2 separate regions of the Rattus norvegicus genome follow, and region 2 is linked to region 1. The links are chromatin contacts, called in public Hi-C maps. All regions are on one chromosome and are shown on one strand. Each heading gives the region's core, a stretch centred on a gene start, on an enhancer-like site or on the middle of the called end of the contact. The rest is flanking DNA. Distances are from core to core; before and after follow the strand shown.

What was found. A called contact is a pair of places that touch in the nucleus more often than the background predicts.
Region 2: a Hi-C map of the A7r5 cell line shows a contact between it and region 1, with 4 times the contacts expected there. The contact joins the enhancer-like site here to the promoter of Eif4g2 in region 1. A contact is called at or near these places in 1 of 12 Hi-C or Micro-C datasets (the A7r5 cell line) and 1 of 1 datasets of contacts at active chromatin or transcription factors (oligodendrocytes).

What each region holds. Positions count from the first base shown.
Region 1 is chr1:174,625,483-174,631,513 of GRCr8, reverse strand. Eif4g2 (eukaryotic translation initiation factor 4, gamma 2) reads left to right here and starts at 3,262. Exons shown (of 22, transcript NM_001017374.2): 1 at 3,262-3,476; 2 at 4,630-4,756; 3 at 5,171-5,236; 4 at 5,863-6,003. The coding sequence starts at 4,716.
Region 2 is chr1:175,533,816-175,539,846 of GRCr8, reverse strand. No RefSeq gene overlaps it. Among named protein-coding and RNA genes, the nearest start is that of Usp47, 50 kb to the left of the region's middle. Within about 2 kb of position 2,711, at least 3 of the 93 cell types and tissues checked have an H3K27ac peak or open chromatin away from gene starts, as enhancers often do. A contact at or near this core is called in the A7r5 cell line, where this site is marked.

The DNA.
Region 1 (6,031 bases), core at 2,013-4,512:
TCCAAGAGCCTGTGGAGGACATGTCACTTCAAGCCATAAGCAGCCCCCCCCCAATAGGCTCATGGACATCTCTGTGTTGATTTTCTTATTGTTGTGACAAAAATAACAATAACAACTAAAGAGAAGAAATATTTTGACTTACAATTTCAGAGATTTCAGTCCATCAAGGCAAGGAGGGTGCAGTAGTAGGAGTGGCCTTGTTCAAGGTAATGAGAGTGTAAGGTGAAGCTGCCAGATGAGAAAGCAGAGAAGAAATAGACAGCACCAGGAGTGAGTGTGGCTAACAAAGGCCTGCCTCAGTTTACTATTTCATTAGTCATGGTCAGTCTCCGAAAGGCTCCACAACTTTCAAAAAGTGCCACTAGCCAAAGAACAAATGCTCAAAAAATATGTCTGAGAGGGACAATTCAGACTTATTATATTTCAGTGACTATACTATGTCCCTTCCATATATAACCTCATTCAATCATTACAACTCCATAAATTCCATTTACCAGAAGAGAACAAATTACTCCCAAGATGAAATACTGATGAACTGAATCTGTTGAAGAATTCAAAACAACAAAGTGTCTATAAAGGCTAGAGAACATCACAAAATGAGTATATCAAGTCAGATTAGCTGCAGAGTTCTCCCCAATTCCATCACTTTCTCTGTGGCTGAAAATCAACCCAGGACCTCAGGAAGGGTAGGTAAGTGCTATACTGTTTGCTAAATTACATCCCCATTCCAAGAGAAAACATCTACTCAGCTACACTTGCCCTGTGGGGATTTCAAGGTTATATTTTAAGATTTAAGAAAAAAGATGGAAATCTTTTCCTTGTATATAATCTCTTAATATTTCAGTGTCAAGTTGCTCAAAACTATTATGTGGTTCAAACCAAATAAGGCTATAAATTTGCTTCTAATCAAGAAGATGTTTGAAATTCAGAAGTGAGAGCTCTGGTCCTCAGTTACATGATTAGGGAATCCTTGAGCAGAAATGACATCAGTGTGTGCTTGGAACAGTAAGTAACCAGTGAGGTGTGTGGTGCAGGAATCCCAGTTATAGATTATATTTAGGAAGATAAGGCAGAAAGATACTAAGGTTGAGGCCATCCTGAACTCCATGGTGAGAGGCTCAGTAAACAAAAACATTCTGCCAGGATTAAAACAATGTGAAAATATATTAACAAGTCAAGACTCTTAGCACTTTTCTAGACTTATTAGAAATGAATAAAATAGACATATAAAGCTGTTTGGTTACATTTCAAATCCAATTACTTGAAATTTTACACATCTAAAATATGGTGAAAACTTTAAACTTGTGAATGCTTATTTCTATGACTGAAAAGTTGATTTTTAAATCTATGTTTAACCTTGGTTCATTCCCTGACAGCTCAGCACCTCACATACCTGCATATAAAACTCATAACAGAGTTTTGCAATTAACAAAGCTTGAAAAGACCTTTTTAACGTGTATGTGTGTGTGTGTGTGTGTGCGCGCGCGCGTACGCGTGCTCACGCTTGCTCATGTCTTCTCTTTTTGTTCCATGTGGGACCTTGAGATTGAGCTCAGTCATGAGACTTGGCAAGTGCCTTTACCAGCAGTACCACCTTGCTGTCCCTTTAAAAAAATTTTTAATTAAATTCAAGTTCCTTATTTTAGGACTTTATATTTTAGTTTTTGTTTTATTTCTATTATATATATGGATAATATAAATATATTAAGATATATTTTAGTTCCTTTTATTTAGGACATCATGTTTTAGAACCAAGTGACTATTCTTTGACATACACTAGTATAGTGAGTATGGCGTTTTTGACCACTGTTTCTATCACACAGATGTCTTTAGTGTATCATAAGGAATGTAAACCACTTGTGAAAATCTAAAATATCATATATTTCTACAAGTTTAAAACCTTACAGAAGTTATACAAAGAGAAATCTCTTGTATTTCAAAAATTGCCCCTTTCCTGAAAAATGTTTTTTACACTTAAATAATCCCCCAAATAAAAATGCTTTTTACAGTTTTTAGTTTAAGTGAAAGTTTATTTAAAAGCATTAATTCTAAGACAAAGATCTAAGGATGCTAGAATTATAACTCTTCAAAGCCACTCTTATCCGACTTAAGGAAAGTACAATTCTCTGCTGGAAATTCTATTTAAGGACTAGGTCTTTCAACACCAAGACATGTCAAATTACATTTGGGTCTTTGAAAGCCCAGCTCTTGGGGGATGAATTCTAAATCATGACTGTTAAAAACACACGTGCTTTTAGTTTAGTCACCCATTTTATAAAAAAAAAAAAAAAAAATGCATGCTTAACAGAGAAGGGGCGTTTCTAGTTTACATACCTTCATTTTTTTTTTCTTATTTTTTTTTTTCGGAGCTGGGGACCGAACCCAGGGCCTTGCGCTTGCTAAACCACTGAGCTAAATCCCCAACCCCACATACCTTCATTTTTGGAAATACATACCACCTTTTTAAAATACCACCTGGAAGTATAGTTTGAAATCCTTCATTTTCCTATATAGCCCTTAAGTAAAATGAACACTGCGCTGCCCATCTTTAACGTCTGTTAAAAATGAAGGAAAAACTTAATGAGTTTGCAATTTTAAATCTTCCACATGCCCGCGCTCTGCAAACCCTTCTCAAGCCAGCCTAGCATATTATGGGTCAAGCTCGGTGACAGTAGGCCAAGCATTCTGAGGAAAAGCTGCCTGTAGCCTGGGGTACAAAGCCCTGCCTTTGATCCTTTTCTCGTTACTCTGCAGATGGAGGACCAACAAACAGAACGCTCTCCTATCGATGGGCACTTCAGCAAAGCTCCCAGACGCCTGACAGAGGCCAGGCCGCGAGGCCATGCGGAGCTCTCGGGACGCCAGGCCCGGGCGGGTCAGGGAGGAGAGGCGGAGAGGCTCTTCTAGGCAAGCATGATACTCGGACTCCGGAACAAAGCGCCGGCCCAGGAAGACCAGGCGGCCGGGCGACGCACACTCACAGGACTCCGGGCGCAACGCAAGAGTCCCGCAGCTCACCAGCCCGCCGCCCTTACGCCACTGGCTTGGCCCCAGAGCCTTCGCGAATATGGCTTTGCGCACTGCGGCGGGGCTGCGCCGCAACCTAGCTTGCCCGCTGGCTCCTCCCCGCCGCCCTGCGCGGATTGGTAGCGGACGGAAGCCCGGCTGCTGATTGGATAGCGAAGGAGCCACTCGGGGAGGCTCTGGTGGGTCGGCCGCCGCAGAGTGATAAGTTCGGCTTCAGACACGCCTCAGCGCCAGCAGCGAGCCGGAGCTCTATGGAGGTGGCGGCGGGTACCAGGTGGTGGCTGCAGCAGCTACTCCTCTGAGCTGAGTTTCAAGCCGTCCCCGTCTCCTTCCTCCCCCTTCCCTCCCCCTTTTTTGTTTTCCGTTCCCCTTCCCCCTCCCTTCCCCGTCCCCGACGACCGGATCCAGAGGAGGCAGCTGCGGTAGCAGCTGCTGAGTTCTCGGTGAAGGTGAGTGGAGTCGCCGCCGCCGCCGCCGAGCGGAGCCCTCTAAGATGGCCGCCGCCCCTGGCCGCTTCTTGTCGAGTGGAACAAAATGGCGGCCGCAGGCGGAGCCGGGCGGGGCGGCCTTTCCTCTGCCTTTGGGCTACTTAGAAATCTATGGCTTCTGCTCTCCTTCCCGTGCCAACCAAAGAGCTAGGCTGGCGTGAGGTCTAGTGGCGGGCGCAGACGGGATCCTGACGTGGGATCCGGGAACAGCGTGCGAGCGTGGCAGGCCTCGCGCCTCGGCGGGAGGGACGCGGCCCGCGGCAGGGCCCGGCCGTTGGCGCGGGACCAGCGAGGCGGACGAGTCCGGAGCCCGGCCTCCCGGCGGGGAGGAGGTGTGTGGGCCCTATTGCGGGATGCCCCACTCAGGCGAAGCGGAGAGCGAATCTCAGTCCCTTTGTAGGCCATGGCAGCCGAGGCGCTGTCAGCCGGGGGGATTTATGGTGGAGGCGACGGGTGGGCAGGAGGCGGCCTTCCTGCGGGAGAACAAAGGGCCAGCCCGGAGGGGGCGCCTCCCGCCCAGTCCTGGGCCCTCGCTAGTCGCCGGTCGGAAGCTGAGCCAGACAGGGCCTGGGGGAGGAACTCGCTGCTCTTTTGTTCGCGCAGAGTGGGGCGGAGGTGCCTGCTGCCATGTTGTGGCCCCGGTCTTCCGGCGGCTTTCCACACGCGCCCTATGTAAAGAGGGGTTATAAGGACGAGCGAAGGAGAAGGCTGCCCAACACCGGGTAATGAGACTTCTGACCGGCCTGTCACCACCCCGGCCCCCCATATTAGTACAGCAGACATTTCCCTATAGCACCACCAGTGTTGGTAGCGTTTTGTTAAATTTTAAAGGCCTCATACATAATATGGCTGCGTCCTAGGCAGTATCCAGATTTTTTTTCCTTTTTCTACAAAAACTTCTTTGCATCCTTGAATACTAAGGGAATCCACGTGGCTAAACAAGATTTTACTGTGTATTTGTGGTTTTTGACTTCGTTCTGTTTTAGTCTTCTGAGGGCTGCAATGCAGTGTGAAAGTTTAATCAGCTGCAGTGCTGAAAGCTGAAATAAATTATAATCGAAAGTTTATAACTCTATATGGCTGTACCTAATTTTGGTGTTTTCTCTCTTTTCAGGCTTTTCATTTCTACCATCCCCTCCCCTCCCCACCCCATCCATTAATATTATTCTTTTGAAGATTCTTCGTTGTCAAGCCGCCAAAGTGGAGAGTGCGATTGCAGAAGGGGGTGCTTCTCGTTTCAGGTATGGTTTTTGGTGTGGGTAGACACATGGGAAGGGGGTGTTTGCAAAGGCCAGTCCTAAAAGTCATTACCAAATCCCACTTAATGTGCTGTGCGTCTAGAATTGTTTTCTAAAGAGTAAATACATTACCTGGAGGCACACAGCAGGGGTGGGTTATTTTGCCTGAATGTAATGTCTGCACCTCTATGTACACTGTCAGAAGAGTACATCAGATCCCTTGGGACAGGAGTTAAAAGTTGTGAACTGCCATGTGGGTGTTAGGAACTGAAAGGCTTTCAACGTCTGAGCCAACTCTAGCCTCTGGTTCACTTTCTTTTAGGCCAAAGTTCACTTTGTTGTGCAATTTCTAAAATATAAATAGGGTCCCTCTCAAGAGAGGCATAATTGGTATAGTAAAAATTTTCTTTTGAATAGTGCTTCTTCGGGCGGAGGAGGAAGTAGGGGTGCACCTCAGCACTATCCCAAGACTGCTGGCAACAGGTATGGTAAAACTTATAAGACAGTTAACTTTTAAAACTGTCAGTTTGATTAAAGACTTCCCCATGCCTAACAGGATAATTCTTGGGAAGTCATCAGTAATCTTGATGTGGATTCATAATTTCAAACTGCTTTTCATCCTCTTGGTTTATGTTTGCTGGTATTCCAAAATTACTGTCCCTACTATAGGGTATTTGTGAAGTGGTCTGTGTGGAATTTGCTTGTTAAACATTTTATTTTAGTATTAAGTCTCAAGGTTTGGTGCCTGGGCCAGCAGTTTTGGCATTGCCTGGGAGAGAGTGTGTGTGTGTGTGTGTGTGTGTGTGTGTGTGTGTGTGTGTGTGTGTGTGTGTTCAGAAATGGAAGTTCTCAGGTACTACCCCAAACCTACTCGAGCAGAAATTGGGAATGGGCTTCCCAGTCTGTTTTAAGAAGCCATCTGGATGATTCTGTTTGGAAAAGATTTACAGAATTGTTTTGTTGTTGGGAAGAAGTGAAGCCTAAGGTTTTGGGTTGGTGGCTCTTTCTCCCTTCTGTTAGGAGTTTTAGGGTAGGTATGACAATTGTTGTGAGTGGATGCTGTGTTCTTCCTAATTGTAAGCCACTTCATTGGTGTTTTATTAAACTAGCGAGTTCCTGGGGAAAACCCCAGGGCAAAACGCTCAGAAATGGATTCCTGCACGAAGCACTAGACGAGATGACAACTCCGCAGCAAACAACTCCGCAAATGAAAAAGAACGACATGATGCAATCTTCAGGAAAGTAAGAGGGTAAGTGCCACAGTCTGCCCTGATCGTG
Region 2 (6,031 bases), core at 1,462-3,961, 910 kb before region 1:
CCCTCTGCATTTACCTAGGAAAATGCTTTTCAATCTGCTCCTCATCTCAAAGCTACTAAATAAAATTTTTTAACATACATTTTTTAATCTCTCTCTCTCTCTCTCTCTCTCTCTCTCTCTCTCTCTCTGTGTGTGTGTGTGTGTGTAGAATTTCAGGTGCTTGTGAGCTATCTAATGTGGGTGTTGGGAATTAAATTTGGGTCCTCTGAAAGAGCAGTAAGAATCTAGCCTCTGAGCCATCTCTTCAGCTCCTACGTTTTCTTGATGGAACACCACAAACCTTCCTCCTGGCTTTTACCCATGCTATGTTGATATTTCCCATGAAGCATCTATAGTGATTGCTTAGCAACTTAAATGAGATGAAGTCACTTCTTTCTCCCACCAGCTACCCATAAAATTTAGCTTCCTGACCTTCTTTACAAACTACAAATGATCTGTCCACAGCTTCTTTCTGACCTTACTTCCTTCTTTGCTCCGTTTTGTCCTGGCTGCCCTGGCAAGCTTTGGATTCCTCTAATCTGAGAGACCACTCCTTTCTGCCTCTCACGCGGCCTCAGCAAGTCCGAATGCCATCTCCTCAGAGAGCTTTCCAGACCACTCAGTTCTACCCAAGCCCAAACCCTGGCTACACCACCTTCCCGTGGTCAGCAACACAAACCTTTCCATTTTCTTACTTATTTGATATCATCTTTCCAGACTGAGAGGCCTGTATCTGTTCTTGCATTATGGCATAGTTTGATATAACACCAGTGTACCACTCACATGACAATTGTTCGTAGGAGCCAGATGCATGGGAGAAGAGACTGATGATAAGGTCAGTGAAGGCCTTATGTGGCCTAAGATCTGGTGATTTTTATCTGCTGAGTATTTCTGGAGAATCTCTGTATTCCAAGGCTTTCTCTCCTTCATCAGAGAGACGAGGGCGGCACAGGGTTGTCGTCATGACTTTCGTGGTAACATCTACAGTTTCCCAACTCCTCTCTTTACCTCTGATTTTTGTCCCTTCTAGTTCGTATTCTCATTTTTAAAACGCAACTGTGTTGTGACACTTCCTGCTTAAAAATGTTTGAGAAGTTCCCGGTCATTGGCAAGATTAAAGTCTATCACTTAATATGGCTCCCAGGGCGGCTTGCTTCTACATTAGCTTCTTGTCTCATTACCCAGGAATGAACAGCTGCCCATGGGCCTCTATGAATATCTCATTTCCCTTAAAACAGACTATTCTCTTACTTTCCCTGTTATCTTAGAGTGACTGGCATTTAGAAGCTATGTGACCTTGGGATATTACTGGTTCTTCTGCAACTTTGTTTCCTAATAACCATAGTTTATCACTGGGCAGGATAAAGGTCCAATAGTTTATATATAAGGCCTTTGCTGGTCAAATCTATCTCCAGTCTCTTCTCCCATGCCTTAGGCTCCCATCCATATACAATTGCCATGTGACACACACACACACACACACCCACACACGTCCCTAACAAACTATACCTACTCTCTCTATTTAATGCTTGTAACTATCACTGGGAAGTATGTGGTGGAGAGAATGGATTTCCGCTAGTTTTTAGACTTGCTTGCTTTATTGGGAAGTAACCAGATCTGATTAAAAATTCAAACTTCCAGCATTTGATCTGTTGACCTTCTGTTTTAGTTTATTCTCGGTGTTATCCAGAAGTCGTGAGAATGGCACTCTTCCTATCCCAGGACGCTCAAATATACAAGGATAAGATAGCTTCTTGTTCCCAGACCCCACCCCGGCTATGCTCTGGATGAAGGACTAGTGAGAATTGCCTAGCATCCTCATGATTTAAGACCTTGGACTTTCCCTCTCTCTTTCACATGATCTTGAACTTCCCCTGAACTCAGGTTCCAGGGACTCGTTGGAGCCTCCTGATGGTGGCCCCTCTGGGCATAGGAGTAGCCTGAGCAACAGAGACTAATGGAGCCTGACAAGCGAGTAATTTGGCACCAGTTACCACTTTTTATCATGGTGGAGAGGCTCAGCCTGCACCTAGCACCTTGTAGCCTGGCCTATGGAGATGGATAATGGCATGTTCTTACTTCCCAGGGTGTGGTGGGAAACTAGAGAAGGAGTTTGGTGCTGGTGAGGAGGCTCAGCCTACAGTGCTCCCCACCAGAGTGTATCACAACAGCCTTCGCCGAGTCCATCAAGGAACCTGGGTGAGCTAGGTCACCCGGTGTCTGTGGTTATTTGAATGTACTTCAAAAGTTGCTCTGATTTCTGTGAGTTCTAAGTAGTTTGGCAGTCAGATTGGCTAATATATCAGTAGAGTCCTTAAAAATTAAGCTAGGAGCCAGGTAGGAGGCATACGCCTTTAATCCTAGCATTTGGGAGAGCAAGTTCCAGCACAGCTAGAGAAACCCTGTGTCCAAAACTCAAAACAAAACAAAACAAAACAAAACAAAACAAAACAAAACAGAAAAACTAAGAAGTAGCTAAGAAGTAGCTGCCCCACACTAGGGCCTGTGTTAAGTGCTTTGGTAAGAAGTAGCTGCCCCACACCAGGGTCTGTGTTAAGTGCTTTGGTAAATGCCCCACACCAGGGTCTGTGTTAAGTGCTTTGGTAAATGCCCCACACCAGGGTCTGTGTTAAGTGCTTTGGTAAATGCCAAGGTGAATCACAGTCCAGCAGGAACTCACAGCTAATGGGGATTATAAGACACACAGACAAACAGCTGAATCACTGCAGAGAGCCACATTGACTCACATGACACCATGTGTAGGAAGTTCGGAGGAGGGAGAGACACCCATGACTGACTCAGCCCCGAGGTAAAGCTTTGGAGAGAAACATTTGAATAAAGCTTGAAACATTAGTAGGAAAGCCTGGGTTCATGAAGAACTTCTGGACGTTTTATTTCACAGACATCAGATCTTTGCCTGTTCGAGGAGTTTAAACTGGATTCTTTGTGTCTGTGGTGAATGTGTATGCGTGTGTGTGTGTGTGTGTGTGTGTGTGTGTTTGTGTGTGCACTCATGTGTGTGTGTATGTGTGCATGTGTGTATGTGTGTGTGTGTGTGAGAGAGAGAGAAAGAGAGAGCAAGAGAGCGAGAGAGAGCGAGAGAGTGAGGGAGAGAGCGAGGGAGAGAGAGCGAGCCAGCAAGAGAGAGCGAGAGTAAGCAAGTGAGCAAGAGAGAGAGTGAGAGAACAAGAGAGAGAGAGAGAGAGAGAGAGAGAGAGAGAGAGAGCTAGAGAACAACCTTTGGACGTTTCTCAGGTGCCATCCACTATGGAGTTTGAGACAGCATCTCTCACTAGTCTGGAGCTCACCAAATAGGCTAGGCTAGTTGGCCAACAAGCCCCAGGGACCTGCCGTCTCTTCCTCCAAAGCATTAGGAGTACTAGCTCATCCCACACGCCATGCTTTTTTTCACAAAGGTTCTGGGGACCAAACTCAGGTCTCCAAGGCAGCTGATTTCTAAGCCCTGGGGCTCAGCAACCTGAGCAGATGAGTGGCCTAGAGAGGGTTAGTTATGGGATGGGTGAGGGGAGGACGGGATGCCCAGTACCCTCAGTACTGCTGAGTTAGGAAGATCAGGGAGAAGGAACTCTAGAGAAATGTCTTAGAGTAAAATTAATACAGCTGACTGTAAAAAGGCAAAAGGCCGAAGTTGATGAAGTGCACAGAATTTCCATGCATGGATGTTAGACTGGGAAGAACAGAGGCAAAGCGTATTTGGAAGGAGTTCCATTTTGGACAGAAATTTGAGGTACCCACAGTTCAGAGCTGGGCTGTAGGAAGAAATGGCTGTGAGGAAGAGTCCACAGGATGGTTTCGACAGGGATGAGGAAAAGTAGTGCACTTCGGTAAGACTTCAGAGGGGGAAGCCAAGTGAGTTGGTTGTAGAGAAGCAATAAGAGGCAACAGTGACAGTGCTCGGGACTGACAGACTAGTTTAATTTCTGGTTCTGCCATTTACCTTTTGTGTGTGGTCTTGAACAAGTTGCTTAACCTTGGAAAACCTCAGTTTTCTCATCTGTAAGATGGAGAAGAAAACACTTTCCTCCAAGGGGGTTGTGAATGTTGAATTAGATGCTATTTGAAGGATACTTGGCCTATAAATGATTAAAAAAACTAGTTATTCAAAAATGTTACCAATAGTAATGGAAAAACGTTGGACATAGAGGTTGAGGCATTGACCTTTTCAGGAAGTGGTGGAAGAGGAGTGAGGGGTGACAGGAGGAAGCCTCAGAAGAGGCTTCCGGGTTGTGGTGGTGCAGCAGTTGGAGTCCAGGTAGCTCCTGTCTTCTGCCCTAAGAGGCTGATGTGGCCAAGGTTAGAGGAGACACCTTTAACTCTGGAATGGGAATCTGTCATCTGGCTAGGCTGATCACATTACCTCAAGCTATATGATTATAAGAAAATTTGATTCTTCTGAGGTTCTGGAAGCTAGAAATCCAGGTTTAAGGTGTCCCTCAAATCAGTGGGGACAACATCCACTCCGTACTATTCTCCTTGCTCGAGAGGCCCTGCTGCTAATCCCGGTCAATCTTTGGCTTCTAGCTGTATTATCTCAGTACCTGACTCCAGCCGTTGGCATTTCCCCCAATGTGCATGTCTGTTCACATTCTCTTTTCTATAAGGTCACCCATCCTATCAGAGTGGGGACCCACCCTCCACATTATTACTTCATCTTCAGTAATTATAGCCGAAACTGTTCTATTTCTGAATGAGGTTGCATGCTGAAGGACACAGGTCAACACCGAGTATCTTCCTCACTTGCTTTCCACCTGCTTTTGAGACAGAATTTCTCACTGAATTCACTAGTTATCACTAGTTGGGCCAGGCTTCCTTGCCAGTGAGTTCCAGCCATCTTCTGTCTCTGCCTTTCCCCTCAGCTCTCTTACCTCAGAGCGGGGGTCACAGGCACATGCTACCCACAATGCTTTTATGTGCTGTTAGGGTCTTCAGGCCGGCTTTACCAGACGGGCCATCTCTCCAGCACCTCTTGTCTTTTGCATTTTGTCTGAATTAGTTTATTTATCCGAGTCACTTGTGAAAAAGTATTATCACAGAATTGCCACAAAGAAAAGGGAACATGTGCAAGCTGCCGAGGTCCTATCATAGCGTAGAAGTGTAATAAGAAGTGAAGGACGTCTTCCCTAGGACACAATTGGAATCTATATTCTTGAACAGTCTCAAGGTTTCTTTTAAAGTATTTTTTCCAGAGAAGATATGTAGCTTAGAGTGAAGAACATTTCCTGTGAGAAAACGCTTTATAGATAGCAATAATCTTAATTAAACAGTCTTTCACATTCAGAAGGGACCAAAATTATAAATGCACGTGCGACTTTCAAGCATATGTTCTTTTTAATGATATTAATACATCTCTGGAGATAGTAGGAGCACTTCTTCCTAATTAGGTAGTATTTTATTAAACTCAGTGAAATCTCATGCTAGTTTGAGTACCATTTACAAGAGTTAAATAACACCCAGAGTCTCGAATAAAGAGGATTTTCTTTCTTTCTCTCAGAAGTTATTGGTGTTGGTCAAAAACCAGTTTTCGGCTGAGGAGCGTGCTGAATCTGTTTGTTAAATGAGGACAGTCCAAATTCCCCCAAGGTTTGCTCAGCACGAATATATTATTGCCGATCCTACTTATGCTGAGACAGCTATTTTAAAATAAAAGTTAGAATAGTTTTAATTACATGAAAATTAATTTTCCTCAGTTGACTCATCTTTGGAACCAAGCCAAATTTACAAGCTACATAATTTACAAATTCAGCTTTAATCACTCTGGGGTCATGGTGTGGGAACATGAGGGTTGGGCTGGGAAGAGAAGAGACTGAAGTTCAGATTCTGTGTTTAAAGGATGAAGGAGATTAAAGTCCACGGCACTAGGAATCATGGAGGTTAAAGCAATTTTAAGGAACATTACGTCCATCTCTATGGGAAAACATCGGGAAACAGTTAGCTTCCTAGCAAACTATAGCCCTCTCAAAAGGACAAGCGGCAGTGGGAACTGTGAATGGGCCAGTTGCACTTTAGGGTGTTAAAATGTGACTACAAAGCT